Linked DNA regions of Arabidopsis thaliana: region 1 is linked to region 2. The links are chromatin contacts, called in public capture Hi-C maps. All regions are on one chromosome and are shown on one strand. Each heading gives the region's core, a stretch centred on a gene start, on an enhancer-like site or on the middle of the called end of the contact. The rest is flanking DNA. Distances are from core to core; before and after follow the strand shown.

Region 1 (2,700 bases), core at 52-2,551, 130 kb after region 2:
GAATATAGTTTTGGTTTTTCCATTTGATATGACAAGTTGAATTTGCGTTAACGATGCATGTAACAGAATTTGATAACATCCACTAGCTTTATATCAAAAAAATTTTATATGTCTTTATATCAATATATATAGAGTTTGGCAAGTTCACACTAAACTTGTGTGAACATTGAAAAAGCCAAACATTATTGGAGCAGTGTACATAATGCTAGCATCTTATAATATCTTTTTAATTTTGCATAGTTGTTATTTGTTCAACAAAAAAATTGGTAATAAAAAATATAAATGATTTTTTTTTTGGAAATTACTTTATTCATTTTCCTGATGCCTCAAACATAAGGTACCATTTGAAAAATATAAATGATTTAGTTCCAAATGATCGGAAAAACCTTGTCCCAGATTCTCTTATTGTTGTTCCAACGATAAAATCCATCGTCTTTGACAACGACGAAACATGAGTTTTTAGACTCCGTAGCATCTTTGTCCGAATTGTACAAAACGTACGGTGTCTCGTGCATCCCGAAATGTGCTTCTCTGTAAAACGTTCCTATGCAAGTTCTTGGCTGCCACGGTCTAGATCCTTGCGCCTTCTCATCAACAGCATTGTCGCCGGTAGTGGTTGGGATCTCTATCAGCAACTTCTGACCTAAAGGTACGAGTTTGGAGAGCCAAGGGGTTCGGTGGCACGTGACGAAGACAGGAACATCACCACGTCTCTTCAGCTCGTTGGACACGAGAAGAGTGGCGGCACGTGTGGTTGCGAACGTAGAAAATAACATCATAGTCATGATCGAGACCATTATAAGAGTGTCCATGATTTTGATTTTTGTGTTGAAAGTATATTGTCGAATGGAAATATATCTTCGATTTCTCAAATTAGGAGTATCAATATTTTCATTACGTTTTTTTTTGTTGTACGTTTATTGACAGATATGATTAATAGCACATTCAGTTACGATTAGAGATTGTCTTGGTCTACTACAGTAGTAGCGAGTTCCGTATCGGCCTATCAAAAGCCCGATTCAGGCCCAAAAGCAAAACACTTATTTTTCTTATGTAACTGTTTTTTATCTTAACTTGGAAACATATTTTGCAAACATTACATCAGCCGCACCTTCACGGTTTATTTTAATTTCATATCATTTCTTTCAAGTAGCACTAAGTCAAATTCAGAAGTTCCATTCTTTTTATAGGTCTTTGATTGGTCTACGTATGTTTGACCTCAAAAAAAATGCTTTCCTTAGAACTTTCTATGTTTAGTAAACTTTTCATGTGTAACTAAATAAACAAAACACAAATGTTACAAACGACACAGAAATCAATGCCTCTCCCCCTACTTTTTCTCCTCATCTAATAATTCCATCAAACCAAGGAAAAAAAAACAAAACAAAACGATCTAACAGGAATAAACAAGATAGAATTATAAGATCTCCGACGATCCTTAGCTTCAATCAATTATTGGTGGCGGAGAAAGAATAAATAATAATACTATGAAAAGTAACACTCCTACGGAGGATTCAACAAAATGGATGTTAGAGAGTGTAGAGATCGATTCAATGGGTGAAAGCTCCTCAAAAGAACCCGAAATTAACCTCAACAAGAACGAAGGTGGTCTGAAGAAGAACGCGTCAAGAAATCTCGGCGTGGGATCGATAATCCGAACATTGAGCGTTTCAAACTGGAGAAAGAGCGGGAATCTAGGCTCTCCGAGCACAAGGAAAAGTGGAAACCTGGGGCCTCCGACCAATGCCGTGCCCAAGAAGACAGGTCCACAAAGAGTGGAGAGGACAACATCAAGCGCGGCTAGGGGACTTCAGAGCTTACGGTTCCTTGATCGGACAGTCACCGGACGAGAACGAGATGCATGGAGATCGATTGAGAACCGGTTCAATCAGTTCTCTGTTGATGGCAAGTTGCCTAAAGAGAAATTCGGCGTCTGCATTGGTAACTAACAAAAATACTAATATTTATTACGTACGGTTCCGAAGATTATCCTTTAGATCCACTTCCATTTGGTATTCGTAGTGATTTTGATCTAGAACGAAAACTTAAATATTTCGTTTTTTTTTGTATACAATAATTCTTTTTATATTGTATGTTTATTATCAGAGATGCATGTGAAGCCTAAAAAATAATTCAGGACGAAAAGAAAATTCATTGTTTGTTTAGGACGAAAATTTAACATGGATGGTATATATAACTAGGAATGGGAGACACAATGGAGTTTGCGGCAGAAGTTTATGAAGCATTGGGTCGGAGGAGACAAATAGAGACAGAAAACGGTATTGACAAAGAACAACTCAAGCTGTTTTGGGAAGACATGATCAAGAAAGACCTCGATTGTCGTCTTCAGATCTTCTTCGACATGTAATTTCACTCAATCTTATATGTTTTCATATATACACAAATGCGGTTATTTATTTTTATTTTTAAATGCGGTTATTTAGTTTAACCATTGTTGTTGTTGTTGTTTAGGTGTGACAAAAACGGAGATGGTAAGCTGACGGAAGAGGAAGTGAAAGAGGTCATAGTATTGAGTGCCTCGGCGAACCGCCTCGGGAATTTAAAAAAGAATGCTGCAGCTTACGCATCTTTGATCATGGAAGAACTCGACCCTGATCATAAAGGATACATAGAGGTTCACTTTTTCTTTGTAATTTTTATATATGATAGCTTTCTTTATCTAGACAAATATATAGAGAG
Region 2 (2,797 bases), core at 158-2,657:
TAAATTCAGTCACAATTATCGTATAATTTAGTTACTATATTTGGTCGCAAATCCGTACTTATATTTATGACTATATAATTTGTAACAAATTTGACATAATTAGTGACAAACATTAGTTACATTCAATTAAGTCATAATATTATAACGAAATAGTAACGTTTTTATGACCAAATAAATACGTCACAATTTTGTATGAAAATGGTCACAATTTTCTGACGAAAATAATGACCGTAATTTTTTCGTAAGAATATCGATTTCTGACCAGACGCTCTTCAATATCCGTTAGTAGTTGTGACACTTGAATGTGGTTTTGGACATGTCACCAGAAACTTGTCTTCAAGTGGTCTAACTGGAACCATGGCTGCTGCGATTCAAAATCTTACGCAACTAGAAACTCTGTAAGTAAGCTTGAATAATATACATACCGTTGCGTTTAAAAAAGCTACTCTCCAGCGACCGTGTTTCCAGCACTCCAAATTCATTATTTTCTGTTTAATGGGCTGATAAAACCCATGTTTGGCCCATAACAATTATTTCTGTTATTATAGCAACGTTGAAAAATATACATACCGTTGCGTTTAAAACGCTACTCTCCAGCACTCCAAATCGCCAATCGCGTTCTCAAACAGTGCTAATCGCCGATGAAGAGGTCTCATTGTCATCGCCGTCCTTCTCACGACGGGAGATTTCGCTGCCGTATATGGCCGATTTATCTCCGGAGATTCCTCACATTCGTCCTCCTCCTCACAAAAGTTATTGGGCCGGCTCAAAGAGATGGAATCAAAATTCTCTCAGTTTCATGGCCGGAAGGTAATTTCTCAGTTTATGATGTAACTGAAAATCCTTTAAAAATTTGAACTTTATGATTTTAGATATCTGATAATGGCGTCTTTGTCTTGAAATTTGTTTCTTCATGTTGACCCACTTCTCTTTAGATAATAGTCATTGTTGATAAATGTGAATCCTCTGCTTTGTGATTAGAAGCTGTTCTTGTCGATGAAGACGTCAAAATGTGTATTAATTAGTGATAAATTATCCGATATGATTCAATCAAAGTCACTGACCACTAGAAAGTCAAATCTCTTGCTTTCTCTCTGTGTGAACATTTTTTAATGCGTTAAAAGAGTGGTGACTGTAAAACCCTCTATTGACATATTCTCTTAAAAACACAGAAGTTGCATATTATTTTTTCTAAATACAAGTTGCATATATTCTGACATTCTTGGGACAAATCAAATTTGTAATTGTAAAGTTGCAATAGAAAACACATTTACTCATTCGTTTCACTGACTCAGGACATCTTGCCATGTTGCCAGAGGCTTGGACTGTTTCTTGGGTTTATCTATTTATACGCTGTGTTTCTCTCAAACTCTGGCATTGGTAAGGTTTTGATATCTAAAAGCAATTATGGATAGTCCTTGTTGGCTTTTGCTGCTGCTATTAGGAGCTTTTGCCATTATTGGTTGTGTTCAAGCTCAGGATCAACAAGGTACCTAAATCTTAATGGTTTATATGTATATTACACTACTACTTCTTACTGATTCGAGTCTTAGTTATGTTTGTATCTGAGATGCTTTTGATTTTTCACTCTCTTAACAGAGTTTATCAGTTTGGATTGCGGGTTACCCATGACTGAACCGTCTTCTTATACTGAGTCAGTAACCGGACTACGGTTCTCGTCTGATGCTGAATTCATCCAGACTGGTGAAAGTGGTAAAATCCAGGCGAGTATGGAGAATGACTACCTTAAGCCGTACACGAGGCTGAGGTATTTTCCAGAGGAGAGAAGGAACTGCTATAGTTTGAGTGTTGACAAGAACAGGAAATATTTGATCAGGGCTAGGTTCATTTATGGGAATTACGATGGTCGTAACTCTAACCCGATATTTGAACTGCATCTAGGACCTAATCTGTGGGCAACTATAGATTTGCAAAAGTTTGTGAATGGTACAATGGAGGAGATCCTTCACACTCCAACATCAAACTCTTTGAACGTTTGTCTTGTTAAGACAGGGACAACTACACCCTTGATCTCAGCCTTGGAATTACGGCCATTAGGAAATAATTCTTATCTCACAGATGGTTCTTTGAATCTTTTCGTTCGGATATATCTCAACAAGACAGATGGCTTTCTTCGGTAAGTGTTTTTTTTTTGGTTAACAGTGATGGATTCTATATTCCTATACTCTTTATTTTTAACATTCCTATACTTATTCAAGGATAATACAACCTTTGTTCCACATAGGTACCCGGATGATATTTATGATCGCAGATGGCATAATTACTTTATGGTGGATGATTGGACCCAAATTTTCACCACTCTCGAAGTGACCAATGATAACAATTATGAACCACCAAAAAAGGCTCTTGCAGCGGCTGCCACGCCTTCTAATGCCAGCGCGCCATTGACAATCAGTTGGCCACCAGACAATCCTGGTGACCAATATTACTTGTACAGCCACTTCTCTGAGATACAAGATTTACAGACCAATGATACCAGAGAATTTGACATATTATGGGATGGAGCTGTTGTTGAAGAAGGTTTCATCCCTCCAAAGTTAGGGGTGACTACTATCCATAATCTTTCTCCAGTGACATGCAAAGGAGAAAATTGCATTTACCAGCTAATAAAAACCTCGAGGTCAACTCTTCCTTCTCTACTTAACGCTCTTGAAATCTACACAGTTATCCAATTTCCACGGTCGGAAACAAATGAAAATGATGGTATGTTACTTATCTTCATTGTTATGCAGATACAGTCTGTTTTTTTTTTTTAACTAGAGAAATCAACTTCACC

What was found. Capture Hi-C pulls out chosen DNA fragments and counts their contacts.
Region 1: a capture Hi-C map of root shows a contact between it and region 2, with 2.7 times the contacts expected there. The contact joins the promoter of AT5G60010 here to the promoter of AT5G59650 in region 2. A contact is called at or near these places in 5 of 26 Hi-C or Micro-C datasets (callus, root, seedling and 2 more) and 2 of 3 other capture datasets (root and seedling).

The regions. Positions count from the first base shown.
Region 1 is chr5:24,158,969-24,161,668 of TAIR10.1, forward strand. It overlaps AT5G60010 (ferric reductase-like transmembrane component family protein), which reads left to right and starts at 1,302. Exons shown (of 13, transcript NM_125394.5): 1 at 1,302-1,941; 2 at 2,202-2,364; 3 at 2,473-2,635. The coding sequence starts at 1,488. It overlaps AT5G60000, which reads right to left and starts at 812. Exons shown (of 1, transcript NM_125393.2): 1 at 326-812. The coding sequence starts at 812. The coding sequence ends at 363.
Region 2 is chr5:24,029,939-24,032,735 of TAIR10.1, forward strand. AT5G59650 (Leucine-rich repeat protein kinase family protein) reads left to right here and starts at 1,408. Exons shown (of 13, transcript NM_001345363.1): 1 at 1,408-1,489; 2 at 1,600-2,137; 3 at 2,246-2,724. The coding sequence starts at 1,408. It also overlaps the pseudogene AT5G59640.